Linked DNA regions of Zea mays: region 1 is linked to region 2. The links are chromatin contacts, called in public Hi-C maps. All regions are on one chromosome and are shown on one strand. The core of a region is the stretch at or near the end of the contact, and the rest is flanking DNA. Distances in the headings are between cores, read along the strand shown. Region 1 holds the start of NNR1 (nitrate reductase [NADH]-like). Region 2 has its middle 150 kb from the start of NNR1.

Region 1 (5,194 bases), core at 465-2,964, 150 kb after region 2:
AATATACCTATATGAGTTGGACTGCTAGTCATAGATTATATGATTTAGGTGGTCTATAGGTACATGAAAGGTTCAGGAGTTTCACTTCTATGCTTCAACTAGAAGGGATGCTTTATCCAACCTAGTATCAATAAAGAACTTATTTGAATTTTATTTTGCACAAAAGTGTCAATTCAAGGCATAGTTTGTTATTTAGTTGTGATGAAGTGTAATCTCTAACTAAGTTGACGTTCAACTTAACTATCTCCATCGGAACACTGGTATATCAAACAATAGTGAATCGAGAACATTTCATATGTGCTCAGAAATTTGGTGAGATTATGAGATTTAATATAGGTTTGGCTCATATTTTTAATGTTGTGGTGCAATATTGTTTTAGTCCTATATGGGATTTTGACTAATTATTGACTCAACTTAAATGTATGGACTATGTATGCACCTATTGTGAAGTTAAGAGGGATTAAGGCATGTCACACGCGTGTACCGTGGCCAAGCCGTGGCATGGCGAGACGCTATGTGATGTGCATAGGATCAGGGCATGCCACTTCCCAATAACATACAGAGGAAATATCTGCCACAATCTTTATCCATTATTCCATCGCTCAAAGTCTCTGCTACGATTTCCACCTCTTTGGCCATGATCACCGTATGTTAAGTGTGGAGTGTCGAACAATTCTTGGGTACGAGGCACATAAGGCACTCTCTCTCTATCTATCTCTCCTCTATTGAGTACCTTTCTAATTACTTTCATTTTGGTCCTCTGCATGCACTGAGGATTAGAAGAGCAGGTCTCTAAAACAATGCTTGCATCTCCATCACTTGCTCTAGTGTGTCGGGGGATCAGGTTTTTGTGGACATCTTGTATAACTACCCAATTTTGTTCCTGTCGACTACATCATCTTCCTTCTGGTGGATCTTTGAGGGACTATACTGCAAATTTGCATTGATTATGGTCCGTGACTTCGAGTAATACACTAGGTCAACTAGTGCATATGGAGACATCGGTGTCTAAAGCACAAGGCCCTATGATGCGTATATCTCTAATTTTACTGTACAAAAATTTAGTAAGATATTCGTGCCCTCTAACCTTTCGTATGTTCGTCATGATTGCCACTGTAATGATCAAATTATACTTTACATATGCACATATATGTTGTCATAAATTTACTACTATTTTTATGGATTAAATTAATAATAAAATATCAATTTTACTATCGGTAACAACCTATGAGTTAGACCAAACCAGCTAATAGCTAGCAAGCTAACTATTAACACGAAATATATATGAACTAGGCACGAAATATATATGAACTAGGCCTAAAATAATACTCACTCCGTTCCGATTTATAATTCGTTTAACTTTTTATCCCAAGTTTGATCGGTTTGTCTTATTCAAAAAAATTCATAATTATTGTTAATATACTCCAAGTATGTCTTTAAATTCTTCAATTTTTCATAAAATTTTTGAATAAGACCAGCCGGTCAAACTTGTCAAAAAAGGTGAAACGGATTATAAATTGGTACAGACATTTTAGAGTAAATAGTATTGCAAGGGCAGCCACCAGCCAATAATCACAAAATCAACATTATTTTCGTGGCGTTGAGCAATTCAACACAAAGTACCAAGCGTTAGGGTGCTGGTCTGCTGGGTGTAGAAAAACCTATGGCGCACACTGACTTTGAGGCGCCATGTCACGCTGGAGCACCCGCGCCCGTGTGTGTATATATACATACGCCTGTCGTACTGCCTTCCACAGACAATAATACCGAGCCCTCTCTTCCATTCCAGCCTTCCCAGGCCAGCTGCAACTACTGGCTCATCACCAGAAACCAGAACGTACGCCGGCAACCCATCTCCCTGAAATGGCCGCTGTGGAGCCCCGGCAGTTCGGGCGTCTGGAGCCGGGCTCCTCGCCAGTGCGCGTGGCCACGAACGGCGCCAAGGCGTACCCTCCTCCGGCAAGCCACCTCCCGCGGCGCGCTGACTCCCCTGTCCGCGGCTGCAGCTTCCCTCCCCTCGTCTCCCCGCCGCGCAGGCTGGACGACGCGTCGGACGACGAGGACGAGGAGCAGGAGGACTGGCGAGAGCTGTACGGCTCGCACCTGCAGCTGGAGGTGGAGCCCGCGGTGCAGGACGCGCGCGACGAAGGCACCGCGGACGCGTGGATCGAGCGGAACCCGTGCCTGGTGAGGCTGACGGGGAAGCACCCGCTCAACTGCGAGCCGCCGCTGGCGCGGCTGATGCACCACGGCTTCATCACCCCGGCGCCGCTGCACTACGTGCGCAACCACGGCGCCGTGCCGCGGGGGGACTGGGCGACGTGGACCGTGGAGGTGACGGGCCTCGTGAGGCGGCCCGCGCGGCTCACCATGGAGGAGCTGGCGCGCGACTTCCCCGCCGTGGAGATCCCCGTGACGCTGGCGTGCGCGGGCAACCGGCGCAAGGAGCAGAACATGGTGCAGCAGACGGTGGGCTTCAACTGGGGCGCCGCCGGCGTGTCCACGTCCGTGTGGCGCGGCGCGCGCCTCCGCGACGTGCTCCGCCGCTGCGGCATCGTGCCCCGCAAGGGCGGCGCCCTCAACGTGTGCTTCGAGGGCGCCGAGGACCTCCCCGGCGGCGGGGGATCCAAGTACGGCACCAGCGTCACGCGCGAGTGGGCCCTGGACCCGTCGCGGGACATCATGCTCGCCTACATGCAGAACGGCGAGCCGCTGCTGCCGGACCACGGCTTCCCCGTGCGCGTCATCATCCCCGGCTGCATCGGTGGCCGCATGGTCAAGTGGCTCAAGCGCATCATCGTCACCCCCGCCGAGTCCGACAATTACTACCATTTCAAGGACAACCGCGTCCTGCCGTCGCACGTCGACGCCGAGCTCGCCAACGCAGAAGGTAATTAGCAGTTCATGTTTAATTTATTACTACTCAAGCAAAAAAAATGATGTCTGACTTTGCTATTGCAAATGATTGAGCAGCGTGGTGGTACAAGCCGGAGTACATCATCAACGAGCTGAACATAAACTCGGTGATAACGACGCCGGGGCACGACGAGATCCTGCCCATCAACAGCATTACCACACAGCGCGGCTACACCATGAAAGGATACGCCTACTCCGGTAAAAAAAACAGACATGCATCACTGACTTTTCCTACTTTTGACTTAGTAAGTAGTTAGCTGCAGGTACTACAAACTGAATATATATGAAACTTGGCATATATAGTAAGTATATAATAACCCAATAAATAGGAGTATCTCTCATCCATGCATCGTTATGTGTCTCGTAGCCCTGTTTGACCTAAACATAGTATAATCAAGTTAGATCCATGCACGCATCTTGAACTAGATAGCTAGGCTGTCATATATTGTCGTATTCTTATAATTCAGTAAAAGAGAGAGAGACTGACTAGCTAGGAGACATCCATGACCATGACCGGTGGTGTTCTGAAGAGACGCGTCTGAAGAGAGGGGGGCCTTTTTAATCCGTGGTCAGTTTTAAATTTTCACCTAATACAATAAACAGCTTTCAAACATTTGATAACTTTCTATACAAACACTTGTATCGTTCCCACAAATCAGTTAAGCAGTTCACTGCAAAAAAAAACCCCCAATGATGACGATCAGCACCACACAAGGATCTTAAATGTATTGAACTGTCAATGCCATACACATATCTCACAGACCACAGAGATCGATTCTTCCATGAAGGTTGACAATACCAAACTTAAACGGGATACATGACGTAGCAAGAAACGCGTGCGCTTCAATTTGACTGCTGAGGAAGTCCAGATGCATGCATGCATGGGGCGCTGATGATGGTACTAAGCAGCATGCAGTCGATGTGTCACTCATGTGTGCAAACAAAAGTATAGTAGGGACCCTTTCATGATTAATTACAGTACTATACTTGAACGGAACAGAGACCAATAATGAGTGCATGTATAGATTCCCACAGATATGATTATAGTAGTAGTAGCTATATAGATTAAAGGGATCCGGAAAACCATGCACACTGCTGCAAGTTGATAGTAGTTTGCTATGACCCATGCATGCATGTGTGCTTTGCACTTTTCTGCTTCAGAAGGCATATGCATGAAACCAGAGGTGGTGGGGCTGGTGGCGCTTCGTTGCATCCGAAGGCTGCTCCTCTGAGCACCACAAAAACAATTTGTTGCATTTGCGAGAGCTGAGGTCGTCGACGTCGCTAGCTAGCTAGTGCTGTTTTGTCGGTATTAATCTGTGCGCTGTAGAGAGGTCGCACATGCATGGTGGCTGCTACCCAACACAGGACAAGGTCTTCTTCGTCCTTGTGGTCGAAAAGTTGCGCGATTTCAGTGGCCAATCCCGCTAAAATAAAGATATCGTCATATATCTGGACTTGAGCTACCTTTACCGTTTTAGTACTTTTTAATTTTTTATATAGAGAGATAGAGGTATGGTGTAAAAATATATGGTTTAACATATAAAAAGTAGTTCCAACAATATCTTATTTTATATTTTTTAATTACAAATATAAATATACACCCTAGATTAGTAATTTCTCTAGACAATTCTCAAATTTTTACTTTTTAATAATGTAATTTATTTTCTAAAATAAATGATTTAGAGCTTTTAATTTGTTTTAATACTCTAAATACTTTAAATAATATAGTATTTCAAAATTTTGGAGCACTACACTTGTTTCAGGTACGTTATATGAGGGTAGAGCGGTGGTTAGGCGAGCCTTACGACTTTTCTCGTTGTTTTGTGGTACACGTAGGCGGCGGCAAGAAGGTGACGCGGGTGGAGGTGACGCTGGACGGCGGCGAGACATGGCTGGTGTGCCACCTCGACCACCCGGAGAAGCCCAACAAGTACGGCAAGTACTGGTGCTGGTGCTTCTGGTCCGTCGAGGTGGAGGTCCTCGACCTGCTCGGCGCCAAGGAGATCGCCGTGCGCGCATGGGACCAGTCGCTCAACACCCAGCCCGAGAAGCTCATATGGAACCTCATGGTACATATATATACTAGCACATAATATTAATACTGAATAAGTTTCTGTTTCTGCTCCTGATGATATATAAATCTGATGATGGCACAGGGGATGATGAACAACTGCTGGTTCAAGGTGAAGGTGAACGTGTGCCGTCCGCACAAGGGCGAGATCGGGCTGGTGTTCGAGCACCCGACGCAGCCCGGCAACCAGCCCGGCGGGTGGAT
Region 2 (5,595 bases), core at 3,031-5,530:
CATAATATAAACACGTAGTATCAACTCACTAAATTCAATAAACATGTAGTATAAATTTAATAAAACACATAATATAACAATAAACACACATAAATTTAATAAATTAAATAACATATGACAATATAATATGAAAATAAACAAACATAAATTTAATAAATTCAATAAACCTTTACGGCTTGGCGCGTGGGGCGGGCGACGGTCGGCCGGCGGCGGCGTGCCGGGCGCATGGGGCGGCGCCGGCGGCGAGCCGGAGCGTGGGGCGGCCGGTGGGCGTGGCGGCGGTGAGGCAGAGAAGGAAGTGAAAGGAGAAGGAAAGGAGAAGTAAGAAGAGAGCCGGCCGCGCGCGGGCAGTTTAGTCACCTTCTTTGCCGAGTGCCCGCGATCTAGCACTCGGCAAAGATTTTTTAAAATTTAAAAATAAACTTTGCCGAGTGCCGGATCTCGGGCACTCGGCAAAGGCGTCTTTGCCGAGTGCTAGCTGTACAACACTCGGCAAAGATCTGTTCTACACACTTTGCCGAGTGCCAACGGACAGGCACTCGGCAAAGCCGCCTTTGCCGAGTGCTAGCTGGACAGCACTCGACAAAGTATACTTTATTTTTTTATTTTTGGCAACCAAACTTTTGTGGTGTGTTCCTACACTATGTAGACCTACAAGTACCATTTTGGTACAATTTTAAAAGTGTTTTTTTATAACTATTAGATTTAGTTCGTTTATTTGAATTTCTTCGGAAAATTCAGATTTGAACTGCAAGTCACTCCAAACTTGGGAAACCGTGCATGCAAAAATGATACCCATCGTATTTAGCACAAGTTACGACCGATTTCAGGAGCGAAACGGAAACTTCGAGCACCATGCTCACTCAACATGGCCGTAAACTTGCTATCCAGCTGTTTAAAAATTGTATAAAACACAAACAAAGTCAGAAAATCATGAAACTTGTCCACATGTCATGATATCATATGTAGAGGTTGTGATAAAAAATTAAGAATGTTTGGAGAAAGTTGTGAGACACTATGTGTAGAAACCTAAGAGAACTACACATGAAATCATAGAGTTTCAATATGGATCTATTAGGTTTCTACACATAGTGCGTCACATTTTTCTCGAAACATTTTCAAATTTTTATCACAGCCTCTACATATGATATCATGACACGTGGACAAGTTTCATGATTTTCTGATTTTGTTTGTGTTTTATACAATTTTTAAACATGTGGATGGCAAGTTCACGGCCATGTTTAGTGAGAATGTTGCTCGAAGTTTCCAGTCCGCTCCTGTAATCGGTCGTAACTTATGTTAAGTAACATGGATATCATTTTTGCATGCACGGTTTTTCAAGTTTCGAGTGACCTGCAGTTCAAATCTGAATTTTTCGAATAAATTCAAATAAACGAACTAAATCTACTAACGATTGAAAACTCTATTATAATTGTCCACAAATGATACATGTAGGTCTACATCGTGTAGGAACATACCACAAAAAGTTTGGAAGACAAAATCTAAAAAATAAAAATATGCTTTGCCGAGTGTCTAAAGAAGACACTCGGCACAGAGTCCTTTGCCGAGTGCCCAATATTTGGCACTCGGCAAAGATGCCTCTTTGCCGAGTGCCAAACCTCGGCTCTCGGCAAAGACTGACGGCCGTCAGCTTTAGGACGGCCGTTGACGGCCCTTTGCCGAGCGCCACGTTTGCCGAGTGTTTCACACTCGGCAAACCTATCTTTGCCGAGTGTCGTCCTGTGCCGAGTGTCTTACACTCGGTAAAGAGGCTCGTTACCGAGAGCCAAACTTTGCTGAGTGCGGCTCTCGGCAAAGACTTCTTTGCCGAGTGCCCGACAAAAGGCACTCGGCAAAGAGGCCGACACTCGACAAAGCCTCGGATTCCGGTAGTGAGAATAGGGTATTGTTCCCGTGTGATTCACTAGTAGAAAAGAGCTCAAAGCCTGCGGCACCCATAAATTATCACTGGCGGTTTCAGTTACCGCGCGCCAGTAAAAAACTAGGTGGGCCTGGCTTGGGAACCGCCAGTGGAAACCTATTTCCACTGGCGGTTGGTGTAACAGAACCGCCAGTGAAAATCTAATTTCCACTGGCGGTTCTGTTACACCAACGGCCATCCTATTTCCACTGGCGGTTGTGTTAAGATAATCGCTAGTGAACTATGTGTTATAAATACCACTCTTCATCCCCAACGGGAGCTGTAGCTCGCAGCCAACTTCCATTGGAGGCGATTTTGGAGGTCCAAATTTCACAAAATACAAGGGGGGAGGTTTTGGTCTTCATTTTTTGGAAGAAGGTGAATAAGAAAGGTTGGTTTATGTTTCTTTGTCAATTTTTGTTCATTCTTGCTCAATTTTAGCCACATTTTGGATCTAGGGTTTTACATGTGAGAGAGAAGAGTATAGCTAGGTTATTTTCTCTATTTCCTCAAATGAGGTTGCTTAAGATGGTTAGATTTTGTCTATTCCCTCTCCTTTTTCATGTTTAGTTCTCAAATCAGTTTATCCATGACACATATTTAGTTGCTTAATGAATGGTGAATGTGTTGTATGGAGAGGGAGGATGATAGGTTTGGTAATTAAGATTGTTTTTATTAATTGTTATGAAAGGTTGGTTTAATTATGTTTCAATTGCCAATTATTGTTCATTTTTGCTCAATTTTAACTACATTTTGAAACTAGGCTTTCACAATGTGTTAGAGATATTTCCACTTGCGGTTTTCTTAATAAAACCGCCAGTGGAAATGCTATTTTCACTGGCGGTTCTCTTAACACAACCGCCAGTGGAAACAGAACCGCCAGTGAAAATCTAATTTCCACTGGCGGTTCTGTTACACCAACGACCATCCTATTTCCACTGGCGGTTGTATTAAGATAACCGCCAGTGAATTATGTGTTATAAATACTACTCTTTGTCCCCAATGGGAGCTGTAGCTCGCAGCCAACTTCCATTGGAGGCGATTTTGGAGGTCCAGATTTCACAAAATACAAGGGGGAGGTTTTGGTCTTCATTTTTTGGAAGAAGGTGAATAAGAAAGGTTGGCTTATGTTTCTTTGTCAATTTTTGTTCATTCTTGCTCAATTTTAGCCACATTTTGGATCTAGGGTTTTACATGTGAGAGAGAAGAATATAGCTATGTTATTTTCTCTATTTCCTCAAATGAGGTTGCTTAAGATGGTTAGATTTTGTCTATTCCCTCTCCTTTTTCATGTTTAGTTCTCAAATCAGTTTATCCATGACACATATTTCTTTGCTTAATGAATGGTGAATGTGTTGTATGGAGAGAGAGGATGATAGGTTTGGTAATTAAGATTGTTTTTATTAATTGTTATGAAAGGTTGGTTTAATTATGTTTCAATTGCCAATTATTGTTCATTTTTGCTCAATTTTAACTACATTTTGAAACTAGGCTTTCACAGTGTGTTAGAGATATTTCCACTGGCGGTTTTTTAATAAAACCGCCAGTGGAAATGCTATTTCCACTAGCGGTTTGCTTAAGAAAACCGCCAGTGGAAATGCTATTTTCACTGGCGGTTCTAGAATAACCGCCAGTGGAAATGGCGATTTCCACCGGCCCCTAGCAGTGCAAACAGATCTAAAACCGCCACTATAGAGCCTCTGTGTACTAGTGATTACACTCAGTCACAGATGGTGGATCAGGAAGCTAAAATTTAATGTTGGCATGTTATAAAGTGTACAGTTTAATCGTATCTGCTGGCAGCTGGAAATGGAATATTATCATCAACTAATCTTGCATATATCTTCGCGGGAGATTTCTGTTGCGGCGACAGATCCAACAAACCCGCAACAGCATAGCCCACACACAAATATGGGTGGTGGGTGCCTCTTGGCTCTTGGCGCTTTCAAGCAGCATCGATCGAGTATCAGTCTGTTCACCGATCCATGGAGCAATATGGGACGTGGCGTTCTGCATGGACGACAAGCTAGCAGGCAAGTAGTGTACTGGCTTGCCATCAGGCGACGGCGTGGCTGCCTCTTCACGTGCCGGCGTCGTCCTAGCAAGGAGCAACAAGCGAGTTACTAGCTGCTCCCTTGCATGGGCGGCCAGACCAACCGCGCGCGCGCGGCCCTTCCGGCATCTGAGGAGGCGCGCCGGCGACAGCATGGTATATGTCGGGCTGGCGGCCGGGATCACGTGGCCGGTAATCTCAGGGGAACGTGCGTCACACACTCGGGCGAACGCTCCCCCGCCGCTTGTGTGGTTGGTTGGTGATTAGGGACGAAGAGGGTACGGTAGAGCTCCGCGCGCACGGCATGATTGCCAGCGACAGAATCCTGATCAGCCGGGTTGCATGGCGGAGAGAGACACTCGCGGTGGTAGGATAGCTTCCCGGCGACGCCGACGTGGCTGAACCATTCCCTCGTCAAGGATTTGCTGATAGATGGATTGTCAAACTAGCCATGTACCGCGTGGAATATTCCTTATTTCCAATGACTTAGAGCCTGTCCGACGGCAAGGGTCAATCAGTTTTAAAAGGTCGAAAATAAGAATATATCTAACGGCAGTCGTCAGGCATACGCGATGTCCGACAGCCGGTATGGGCTATTGGCAGTTAAACTGGGTAACGATCTTGACGGCATTCAGTGGGTTCCATAGAGTTATATCCAATGATCTGCATGCAATCCGTCAGATATAACTGACTTATATTTGATGGTTGTATGCAGACCGTAGGACTTAAGTTGGTCGTATCTCAGACGCCCGCTAGCAGCCGTCAGAACTTATACTCTTATGTCCGACGGCCACAGACATAATGAATTTAGGGATGTCCAAATTCTTCCTATTTTTTTTATTTCCACAATTTACAAAATAACAGATTTCATACACATTAGATTCATCTAGAATATCAATACATACATCTACATTCTCACATCCGACAATTCACACATTCACATTTCAATTTGCAACACATTGACAACCACAAACCACAAAAATGACATTCACATTTCTATTCACAAAAAACGACATGCACAACCACAAACCACATTCACATATAGATCAACATCACATATAGATCACATTGACATAGTTTAAGGTTGATCCACACTCACATAGTTTGAAGTCATTCAAATGTTGCTATAAAACTACTTAAGTTCTAAAGTGTAATGGAATCCGAACTAACTAAGCCTACGAGCTGTCACCTAGTTGGTTTGAGTTGTGGCCACTTAGTCCGGCTGGACTATGGCTGGTGAAGAGGTTGTTCACCCACGAAGTCGCGACGTCGTCTTGGCCAGATCCATCTCCAGGTGCTGCAATCGAAGGGGGAGGTGTTTGGAAACCTTGTAACACATATTTGGAAATTAAACACAAAGTTCTTCATTTGTAACGCGCACACATATGTACATATGAACGAATACCTTGATCTTCACGGTAACACCATCATTGTTTTACAACTTCTACGAATCTTGTCTCACCCCATATTGCACATTTCTTCTCATTTAAGGTCTCTTTCAGAAAAACATACATCTATTGTCACCGACAACATTTTTCCGTAGTCCATACCGAGACCTAAGAGCAACTTCTTGGACTGGTACATGTCTTTGTGCATCTTGTGATTCTCCGAAAGTACAACA

The links. A called contact is a pair of places that touch in the nucleus more often than the background predicts.
Region 1: a Hi-C map of leaf shows a contact between it and region 2, with 4 times the contacts expected there. The contact joins the promoter of NNR1 here to the enhancer-like site in region 2. A contact is called at or near these places in 2 of 25 Hi-C or Micro-C datasets (ear and leaf).

The regions. Positions count from the first base shown.
Region 1 is chr4:58,904,036-58,909,229 of Zm-B73-REFERENCE-NAM-5.0, forward strand. It overlaps NNR1 (nitrate reductase [NADH]-like), which reads left to right and starts at 1,715. Exons shown (of 4, transcript NM_001305856.1): 1 at 1,715-2,890; 2 at 2,974-3,114; 3 at 4,756-4,988; 4 at 5,076-5,194. The coding sequence starts at 1,864.
Region 2 is chr4:58,752,296-58,757,890 of Zm-B73-REFERENCE-NAM-5.0, forward strand. No RefSeq gene overlaps it. Among protein-coding and RNA genes, the nearest start is that of NNR1, 150 kb to the right of the region's middle. Within about 2 kb of position 4,281, at least 8 of the 20 cell types and tissues checked have an H3K27ac peak or open chromatin away from gene starts, as enhancers often do. A contact at or near this core is called in leaf, where this site is marked.